3 separate regions of the Mus musculus genome follow, and regions 1 and 2 are each linked to region 3. The links are chromatin contacts, called in public promoter capture Hi-C maps. All regions are on one chromosome and are shown on one strand. Each heading gives the region's core, a stretch centred on a gene start, on an enhancer-like site or on the middle of the called end of the contact. The rest is flanking DNA. Distances are from core to core; before and after follow the strand shown.

What was found. Promoter capture Hi-C pulls out the DNA fragments that hold promoters and counts their contacts.
Region 1: a promoter capture Hi-C map of pre-B cells shows a contact between it and region 3, with 5 times the contacts expected there. The contact joins the promoter of Aldh3a2 here to the promoter of H3f4 in region 3. A contact is called at or near these places in 2 of 39 promoter capture datasets (liver and pre-B cells).
Region 2: a promoter capture Hi-C map of liver shows a contact between it and region 3, with 7 times the contacts expected there. The contact joins the promoter of Fam83g here to the promoter of H3f4 in region 3.

What each region holds. Positions count from the first base shown.
Region 1 is chr11:61,265,104-61,268,585 of GRCm38.p6, reverse strand. It overlaps Aldh3a2 (aldehyde dehydrogenase family 3, subfamily A2), which reads left to right and starts at 1,400. Exons shown (of 10, transcript NM_007437.5): 1 at 1,400-1,732; 2 at 3,291-3,482. The coding sequence starts at 1,580.
Region 2 is chr11:61,682,862-61,686,347 of GRCm38.p6, reverse strand. It overlaps Fam83g (family with sequence similarity 83, member G), which reads right to left and starts at 1,938. Exons shown (of 5, transcript NM_178618.3): 1 at 1,293-1,938. The coding sequence starts at 1,814. The region is part of intron 9 of Slc5a10 (solute carrier family 5 (sodium/glucose cotransporter), member 10); the gene reads left to right.
Region 3 is chr11:58,960,342-58,964,026 of GRCm38.p6, reverse strand. H3f4 (H3.4 histone) reads right to left here and starts at 2,316. Exons shown (of 1, transcript NM_001318003.2): 1 at 1,754-2,316. The coding sequence starts at 2,215. The coding sequence ends at 1,805. Trim17 (tripartite motif-containing 17) reads right to left here and starts at 246. Exons shown (of 7, transcript NM_031172.3): 1 at 158-246.

The sequences.
Region 1 (3,482 bases), core at 151-2,650, 2.3 Mb before region 3:
GGGAACTAGTCAAACCCACCCAGTTACTTCATGCAGGAAGGATTTCAGGAATAATGAAGGAAGCATGGGGGTGGAGTGGGGCGGATGGTCTCAAAGATCAGAAACTGCTCCAATGAATCTCAGCTGAAACTCATTGCAGTACTGCCCACTTCTGTGCCATTTGGAGACACTGTGACTGTCATCCTCTAGGACTAGGAGCCACCTTGTCCAAGAAATTCCTAGAGGCAGGAATATACTGACTCTCCTTCCACGATAGAAATGCCAGCACCTGCCACACTACTGAGTCCATGGGGAAACAGAAATCTTTAGTGTCCTGGTAGTCTGTCCTTCCTTCCTTCCTTACTTTCTTCCTCTGGCAGAACTTCCTGGGAGGCCAAGGAGGGAGGAGAACCTACTCTGGGCTCCTGAACTACAGAGTGTAAAACGGTAAGTACAGAGCTAAGAAGTAACAGATTCATAGTCGCCAACCAATCAAGCAAGCAGCCTATTAGAGTGCTATTGCTATATATAGTAGATATGTAGTATGGTTTGAACCACTCATTATTGGGCTCAACATATATTTTGAAGATCAAGTCAAAGAGACAGGGAACACTGTAGGAAGTATGAGTTGTTTGCTGAAGAATAATAAAAAGTTCTAATGAAATTAACTATAAGAAGTCCATTATAAGTGTAAATAGAGATTAGCATTTAAATGTGTCCTTGGGAGTCCAAGGAAAGATTGGGTGAGAGCCTTCTCTGCTCTCTACTGGTAGAATTAGATGAGTGACTGCGCGGAGAGAACTTAGTCCCAGACATTTGAATACTTTAATGGGTCAGAAAAGGGAGAAATCCAGAGATGGAAAACCTAGGGAACGCCAAGGAAGGGAAGCGGAAATGTTTCCAGAAGATGGGAAGGACAACACAAAGTGACCGCCGTCGCTGAGCAGCCCCAGATGGGTACGAAAGTCAACCATTGCTAATTAGCCTGGAGAGGAAATTTGGGAAAAAACCTTGGATGGTACGCAGTAGAGAGGATTGAAAATCAGTGTGGGCGATGACAATGCTTGTGTGTGTGTGTGTGTGTGTGTGTGTATACACTGGATTCACCTCCTTCGCGTGCGTCACCCGGCCCGCCCCACCCAGGCCCGCCCTACCCAGGCCCAGCGACTTTGCCTCTGAATCTGAGGCACTGCAGGCGAAGGGAGACTACTTCCGGCCGGGTGAGCACCCTCGGGCCTCAGTTCCTCCTCCTAGAGGACGCTTGGCTCTTTTCTGAAGCCAGAAGGACTTCTTCCGCGTCTTCGCGTGCCAAAAATTGCACCTACACACCCGGCGCCCGGGGACCGCAATCCCGCGGCTAGATTAGAGGTAAGGGGCGGGGCCTCATAGTCACGTGCAGCAGCTCAGCCAATGAGTGCGCACTTTGTCGTTAGCAGGGAAGTGCTGGGGTTTGGCCCACACCCGGGCCGGGTCTAGGCCAGTAGGCGGATAGGACCCAGCAGCGGAAAGTGGCAGTGAGCTGTGGCATCATCCATAGCAGCTCCTTACTGGTACTGTGCTCCCTCACCTGCCTCGCTCCGCGTTCTCCTCAGGCCCGGCCATGGAGCGCCAGGTCCTACGGCTTCGCCAGGCGTTCCGGTCCGGCCGATCTCGGCCGCTGCGCTTCCGATTGCAGCAGCTTGAGGCCCTGCGGAGGATGGTGCAAGAGCGCGAGAAGGAAATCTTAGCAGCCATCGCGGCAGACCTGAGCAAAGTGAGCCTCCACAGGGTGGGAGGGGCCCGATGAGCCACCTTATTCCTTCTCTGTAGCAGGTTGTTTGGTTTTGTTTATCCAGCAGTTAAGAGGAAGCAGAGTACCCTGGACTCTGGACTCTCCAGCCCCGCTTAGAGCCCAAACTGTTGTATTTGCACTCATATTGAAGTGCATACTTTACTTGGCGCCGGCAATTTCTCGTCTGCGAACGCTCTGTATAGCCTTGCCCATTTCTGCTGCGTTCATAGTCTCTTTCCTTACAATGTGCAGTTAACTCTGGATAGGCTGGATCTCAGTAGTTTGTCTGCTTGGTAGGTTTCAGCTATTTCACTCCCTGTCTTTATTTCATGACGTTAAAAGAATGGTTTCTTTTTGTTGACAGTTCTTTTTATTTCCTATAATCTTCAGCACTGAAATTCCCCATATGACTTTGTGTGACATTAATCATATACATGATTGACCTCCAGTATACAGACAATCACCCTGGGGACCTGATAAAATACAAATCCTGACTTAGTCCTCGTGAGACTGTGTCTGAGATTTCTAATGAGGGCCCAGGTGATAACATATGGCCTGTTTAGAAGCAAGCTTTGAGTACCAAGGTTTTAAGTAGTGTTCAAGGTACAACTATGGTCTGTTGTACTCTCTAGTAATATTATTTCTCCCTTTTACTTTCTATCTGTATTCCAGGCATGGTAAGACCTCTATTTTCAGATTTTCAATCAAAGACTGCTTCAAAAAGTGGTAACAGTAGTTGTAGTAGAATCTAGAAACCTTCCTTCAGAGTACTTCTGGTAAAGAGGGGCTGTGGTAATTAGTAAACAAGATAGGATAGTGAATATTAAAACTCTGTGAATCATCCACTCCTCAAACATCAGATAGTTTGTGTATGTTTGTTCATACATAGCGTTCCTGAAGAAAATATATTAAGTCCAGAATTTAAAATCTGGCTCCAAAGTAGAACATATGCAGGTGTGACTCTGGTTATAAACCAGTGCGTTAAGGATGAAGTATCAAGATGCTGCTCAAAAGCAAAGTTGCCACGGTACCTACATCGTGACTTCGGGAGGCTGTTATTAATCGGGAGGTGATGCTGAAAGGGATCATTTTTAACCCTATTTTAAAAGGCTTGGATCGGTAGTGAAGACGTTAGAGGCTCTGAATGTATTAGAGAGGAAGAATCATCCTGAGTATCCAGGGTGTGCCTTATTGAGAACTTGGAAATAAAAAAAAAAATCTGATAGCAAACCGGGGGAGGGGGTGGTGTCTAATAATACCAGTTGTCACTGCAAGTATACTTGGTCTGAGCGTTGTGACATCCTAAGTTAGTGGTTCTCAACCTTCTAATGCAGCCACCCTCCAAACAGTTGTGGTGACCTCCAAACATAAAATTATTTTCATTGCTTCTTCATCACTGTAATTTTGCTGTTGTTATGAATCATAATGTAAAATGTCTGATACGAGACCCCTGTGAGAGTCACAATCCACAGAGTGAGAACCGCTGTCCTAAGCCAAGTATTACACAGTTTGTGTAAGAGTAACTGACCTTCTCTTCCAGAGTGAACTCAATGCATACAGTCATGAAGTCATTACCATCCTTGGAGAGATTGATTTTATGTTGGGGAATCTTCCTGAATTGGCTTCTGCGAGACCGGCTAAGAAGAACCTGCTAACCATGATGGATGAGGCCTACGTTCAGCCCGAGCCTCTGGGAGTCGTACTGATTATTGGAGCTTGGAATTACCCTTTC
Region 2 (3,486 bases), core at 689-3,188, 2.7 Mb before region 3:
CTGGCCCTATGTCATTCTGTCTGCAGAAGATTAGAGCCTGTAGCTGTTCCCAGGCCAAGCTGGAAAGTGGACGTGGCCTCCTTCCTGCTGTAAGAGCACTGGCACAGCAGGTTGGGCCCCATTCAGTCTTTCTCCCTCCTCTCAAGGGACTGGGCTCTGCCACAGTGGGAGTCACCCCTGGCCCTTTTTAGGGGCAACAGACTCCCAACTATTCTCAGGTGTCCAGAGTATTATTCAGTCCTTCCTCCTTCCTGCCACCCAATACCCTACCATCACAATGGCTAGAGATGCAAAGTGTACCTACAGACTAGAAACCCTCAGTTAGTGGCCCCATGGACAGAGCCTCGACTCTGGGGGAAAGCTGAGCCACCTCAGCTACTGACCCACTTTTGGTCTCTGCCCAAGAGCTCCCCAGGCCCTGTCAGCCAGATCAGTCCCCAGGGTAGACACCTGGCCTTGTACACTGACTGCCTCATTCTGGACCCGGACAGTGAAGGGGTCAGACCCAGGTAGGAACACTCTCACTACCACCTGAAGACAGACCTGCTCTAGATATATCGCAACTTGCTGGGCTACCTTGCCTGTCAAATCAGGCACACCTCTGCTCATTCATGGCCACCCAGCTATGGTTTGACTGTCTGTACAAGCATTGTACACAGCTTCTCAAGATGTGTGTGTGTCAGTATGGAGCAGTCACCCAAAGCCGGGCACTGTGCAGCCCAGTCAACGGCTGTCAGCTAAGGGAATCCACACAAGGCCTGAAGAGCCTCTTGATGGCAAACCACAACCTAAGTAAATACCCTCACCTCTTCCACTGGTGAAAACCTTCAATAGGTACCACCTGCTCTGGCCTGGACAGCTGCTGCTACTGTAGCACTCAGAGAAAAGCTTGGAGAACCACCACCAGCCACACAGCACAGCTAGGAAGCAGGCAGATTTCCTCAGGGCTCCAGACCAGCCTCCACGTCTCTCCCGAGACCCCTGCCAGCAAGCTCATGTATGTGTGCAAGCTTCTATCTGCTCCTGGGTCTGAGACGAGATAAGGGAGAGTGGGTGAGAGAAAGGCCGCATTCCTCCCACACAGCTCATGGTTTGCATTTGGGGAACTCAGAAACACTCCAGGAGGGCACAGAAGCCCACTCAGCCTGGAAGCCCAGTGCCACCTGCTAGAGGGAGTGGACATTCAGCTTCTGATCACCGGAGGAGGCAACCGAGAGGCCAGTCAGAGGTCCAGGGGCTGTCTCGGTGCCCATGCGTGCTGGGTGAATGGGGGTCTCGCCGTGGCGCCTCACCTTCTGCGCCTGGCTGACCATCTTGCGCACCACTTCCTTGATGTGCGGCTGCCCGTCGATGGGTGGCTGCATGTAGACGCTGGCCCGGGTCACACCTCGGTAGGCAATGGTGTCAGGCCAGCCCAGGTCCAGCTGCGGGATGGAGCGGTCCGACTTCTGGGGCCAATACTCCAGCGAGGGCAGCGTCTCCGTGGCTGGGGGCCCGCCCGCCGCACTGGTCTCCTCGCTGGCATCCGCGCCTCCGTTGTCCTGGGGTTCGGGGCGGCGGCCCGAGACCCGCGGGTCCTCAGAGCCCGGGTCGTACACCTCGATGGCCTCCACGATACGCGAAAGCTCCAGCTCCGAAAGAAAGTCGCGGATGTTCTCGCGCTTCAGCACCTCGTAGAAGGCGTCGCGACCCCGGGCCACCAGGGCCTCCAGGGCCAGCCTCTGCTCCTCGCTGTAGAAGAACTCGGGCTTCGACTCGCTGGATCGCCAGTTCACGTGGTTGTCGTCCAGACACTGCACCTGGGAGAAGGCCATGGTGGCCCTCGCTGTGGGAACGCGGCCCGACGGGCACCGCGCTCTCAGGCTCCGGGGCCTCGGCGCCTCTGAGAACCGCACCTGAGGGAATCAGCAAAAGACCGCGGTCGGGGTCAGAGGGCGGGCGGGGGCGTGGCGAAGGAAGGGGCGTGGCGGGTAGTGTGTGGGCGGAGCGAGGCGTGGCGAGGTTAGCCAGAGCCGTCCAGGGCCGCGGTTGTCCTCTGCCTCTGTCTTGGGATCCGCCTGAGGTTCTCGGAATCCTGGGAATAAGCTGGGGCTGACGGGGACCCTCGCCCCAGTCCGGAGTAAGAGCCGGGACGCCAGCCCAAGTGAGGCTCGCAAACCCGGAGGAGGGACTTGCTTACCAAGCAGGTGGCGCCGTGCAGACCGGACGACCCGAGGAACCACAGGCGTTGGTGGTGGCACCGGGCTGGACCGCCGGTGACTAAGGGCGGTCCCGCCCACCCTGCCACCCTCACCTGGGGTCACGTGCGGCCCCGGGGGCGGAGCCGGAAGCTGATTCATCTCCTCAGACGGCGCAAGGCTGGACAATTTGCTGCCTCTAAGCCTCGTGGAAGTCTTCCTCTGCCCCCCAGTCCCGCTGGCGATCCTGGTCCATCTCTGGCCCGGTTCTGTCTTGCGGGTGGGATGCTCAGCTGTCCAGTTGTAGACTGAAGGTTGGGTCGTGGGCCGAGGCCCAGCTCCAGCTCCAACTGCTTCCACACTCTTGCTCTCCATGTGCACAGACCAGATACAGATTAGTCCTGAGCCCAACTGCTTGCTGGGATCCCACCTAGCAGAACCTGGTGCACCTCACATGCCTGAACCCTGCGCCAGAAAAGGGTAGAGAGAACCAAGCTGTGCTCAAACGCAGCTCTTGGCTGTTCCCCAGTGATGGAGACCATTAGGTCCTTATCTGAGGGCAGGATGTCAGGTGCAGTTTGGCAAAGGGCTCCTTCCTGAAGCTTCTTGTTTCAGGACACCAGGCCAATACTGCCCTGTCTTTCTAGCCTACTTACCATCTCTGGGTCAGGATAGAGCTGGTTTGAGTCCCAGTGGACCCTGGCCTTAACCTAATGAGGACAAGCTAATGGCAACATTGTACCCTCCAGACATGTCCTCACTGTTCATTTTCCAGTAAGGCCTCCTTGCCCTGCATTCACTGCTTTCAAAGCTTCAAAGCCTAGTTAGCATCCTTGGAGTCCTCACCACTGATCCCCAGACTCAAACCCTTCACCTCTAGCCTCAAAGTCCTCATCAGGCCTTACACTGGGTGAACACTGTGGTTCATACCTGCTCTTGCTTGGCACTCTTGCCCACCTCGGGCACCTGAGTCACCTCCTTACCTCCCATTCCCAAGGAGCAGAGAGGGGCAGTGATGAGTGTGAGTCTTGTACCCTCAACAAAGATGTGCTGACCCTCAGTTTATTCTCTTGTTCTTACCACTGTGGAGTTCCCGGCTTCATTAAGGAACCTGGCCCTCTGGCTGGAAGGCTCATCTGCTCCACTCAAGTCACAAGAAGCTGTAAAGAGTGAATGGAGAGGCTATTCATTTTCTCCAGTTTCATCTGATATGACTGTCTTGGCCAGAAAATCCTTTGGGCCATCCACAGAGCTGCATCAGATCTTGTGTGTGTGTGTGTGTGTGTGTGTGTGTGTGTGTGTGCGTGCG
Region 3 (3,685 bases), core at 1,067-3,566:
AAGGTCAATGAGGGCTCATCCAGGAGACCCACGTAATCAGAGTGGTCCACGGTTTGAAGCTTATGGTTTGACTTTGGTGGGGACAGGAGAAGGAACCCCCTAGTCTCGACCCAGACAGTGAGTGAGCGAGCGAATTCTCTGGACGGTGGTTACTCACAAGGAAGGAGCCTTGCACTGCGCCAGGTGCCAGGGGCAAGTGCGCCGCATGGGGGAAAGGCTGGGTTTGTGCTACAGCACTAGGGAAGACCAGGAGCTGGGGCAGAGGGCCATTGTGGCGTCAACTCACGCAGGCAGGTTGCTTGGCAGAGATGCCGCGGGGGCGGGGCTGAGGCTGCTACACCGAAGGGAGGAGGCGGGGGCTTCGTTGCTTAGGGTGGAGCCAGGGAGAAGGGGGCGGTGACAGAAATATGGCTTCGCTAGACCATATTTGTGGGACCAATAAATAGATCAATAGGGCAAAGAGATTAGGTGGAGACTCAGGTGGGGAATGCAGGGAAAATGTGGTCGGGTTTGCATGGATTGAGGCTAGGAAAATGAAAAGGGGGCAATTTAGAAATTAGCAACTCAAAGTTGGGAGGTGGTGATCCCTGCCTTTAATTTCAGCACTCGGGAGGCGGAGGCAGAGGCAGGCTCATCTCTGAATTTGAGGCCAGAGGGAGTTCCAGGACAGCCAAGGCTACACAAACAGTCTTTAGACTCACCCACCCCCCCATCCTGCCCCCCTCTACCTCCCCTCTGCCTCCTTGCCCTCCCCTGCTCCCCCATCCCTGGGCTTGGAGACATAATGGGCTTCAAAACTCTTCAGTTGCATACTTATATTATATGCACACCCTAGGAGTAATTTATGTATTTAACATTGGCATTAATGAGTGATTCCACTACAAAGGAGAGGTAAAGTTTTCTGTGTTAACCTCACAGGCTTATTCAGGCTATTCCCCTCAGCCCTCCACTAATGCAGTTCAGTTAACCATCTCGGGTTCCTCCCAGTTTGATTTCTGATCAAGCCGGTTAGTCTCCATGCCGGTCATCTCTGAACACCACCCTTTTTGTATGGCTCAGAAGTCATACAGTACTGGACAGTATGAAAAACCAAGGCTCAGAGAATTAAACTCCAGCGCAAAACATCCTTTTGATAAGAGAGGTTCCTATTGCTTACAACTCAGGTTGAGTCAAGACAACAGCTAGACTTTCGTACCCTACAGGAATCGTTTAAGACAGGATTCTCTGGATGTGTCCCCTGGAAATATGTAAGTTAACACTTTCCTGACTCTTTTGCTGCCGCCGTTAACAGATGGGCAAAATTAACTTTAATCAAAGGCAGTTCACTGGGCTTTCCATCAGGAGAAAGGCCAACTTTTCAAGTACAGGAATAGCTAGCCTTTTTAATACCAGGCATTATGAGCCTTAAAACACAAAACATAAGTAACTTGGTTACTGAGCAGATGCGTTTGGATACTATCAACTATGCAAACATAGCACGTTTACTGCCGGTAGGAGCTACCTTCACTTGGTAAAACCAGTCAGCAACACAACCATCATCTTGTAGTACAAGGGCTCAGGCCACTATACCTATCAAGGGAAGGCAGGTTAGAATAGGACGGAGCTGCAAGTCAAATAGCTCAATGGGCAAGGATTAGCTGCTAAGCCCTCTAGACTGATCTGGGGAGACACTTCGATTGCCGGCCACCTTGTCTTCACCTCCTGAGGAGACAGGACACCTAAGTCTACGTTACAGACACTTTTTCTGACTCTGTGGGTGGCTCTGAAAAGAGCCGTTGGGTTCATGAGCGGTGCCTGTGGGAGCCTAAGCCCGTTCTCCGCGGATGCGCCGAGCCAACTGGATGTCTTTGGGCATGATGGTCACCCGCTTGGCGTGGATAGCGCACAGGTTCGTGTCTTCGAACAGCCCCACGAGGTACGACTCGCAGGCCTCCTGCAGCGCCATCACCGCGGAGCTCTGGAAGCGCAGGTCGGTCTTGAAGTCCTGGGCGATCTCACGCACCAAGCGCTGGAATGGCAACTTGCGAATCAGCAGCTCGGTGGACTTCTGGTAGCGCCGGATCTCGCGCAGCGCCACCGTGCCAGGGTGGTAGCGGTGCGGCTTCTTCACGCCCCCGGTGGCCGGGGCGCTCTTGCGGGCCACCTTCGTGGCTAGCTGCTTGCGCGGAGCCTTGCCTCCCGTCGACTTCCGTGCCGTCTGCTTGGTGCGTGCCATCTTCCTGAATCGTCCGCCTCCCTTGCTCCTCAGGTGCACAATGTGGGGGGCGAGTAGCACTGCTTTTATAGACCCAGCTACATTCCTATTGGCTGCCCACCAGGTGGCATTATGGGATGCTGCACTCTGATTGGTCCATTGGGGGATTGACTTTACACCCTGCCTCTTATATTCTCTCTGAGTGGTGTGGACTCTGGAACTGTTAGTTGCGGCTCGGTAGGAGGGCAGCGGGGTCTGTGGAAAAAACTCAAGTCGCTTTCTTGGAGCTTTTATTGTTGTTGTTAAATAAAAAAACAAAACAATCTTGCCTCGACTCCCAAGACACAAAGAACCTTCTAGAACCTTTCTGCATGCTTCCTTTATATAACAACGAGGCATAGTTTTCCTGAGTTCTGGAATACTAAAAAAACATCCACCTGGTCTGAGGACGCCCCTGGGGGCGAGGGCTGGAGGTAGCTCAGCAGTTAAGCTTAATTCCAGGACTCGGGAGGCAAAGGATGGTGGATATCTGTGTGTTTGAGGTTAGCCAGGGCTACATAGTATTAACACTATTTTTTAAAAATAGGGAGGGGTAGAGATGGAAAAAAATAAAGAGAAAAACGAAAAGAAATTGTGTCGTTTGCTGGAACAATGGAAAGAACTCAAGATCACAGTGTTAAGTAAGCTGGATCCAGGCAGGAAGAAAAGCATGGCATGGGTTCTCTAGCATGTGGAAGCTAGATTAAAAAAAAAAAAAAAAAAAAAGCATAAAAATGGGGTCGGGGTGGTATTTATAGAGAGAAAGGGACCAGAGGGAAGAGGAAAAAAAGGGGAGAGCTGGTGTGTGTGTGTGTGTGTGTGTGTGTGTGTGTGTGTGTGTGTGTGTGAAGTTATCAAAATGAAACCCATTACTAAGCACAGTTAACGTACGTTAATTAAAAAAAAAAAAAAACTAGAAGATATGACTCAAAGAACAGTAGTCCATGCTTATAACTTCAGTACTCGGTAGCTGAATCAGAAGGATAATAATTTTGAGGCTTAGAGTACACTGAAATGACGCTTTATCAAACAAAATAAAACATCTTTAGATCTGAAAGAAAATTAGGAAAAAAAAAAAAAAAAGGATTTCTGAAGCAAAGGCTTTCAAGGATAACATGGGCTGTATTCAAGGATTCCCCCAAAGGTCACAATCAGGGTATCAAACAATAGTAATAATGATTATTTAGATCACGTCAGAGGATGAGAAATGTCGTCCACATAATTTCAAAAAACGTGAGTCCAGAAAAGGATAGAAATCAAACTGTGGTGCATCTTTACGGATTTGGTTAAAAAATAGAACTCACTGACAATCATGGTGTTTTGCTTCCAAACGTGTATGTGTAGTTTAAACTGACGCCGGTGAACGCCAAAGCGGGGAATCCCGAGCCCGTGCCTGCGGTGTGCGGTCGCGGGTAGGCGCTACGCCAACCGGAGGACGTGGGTCGTCCATTG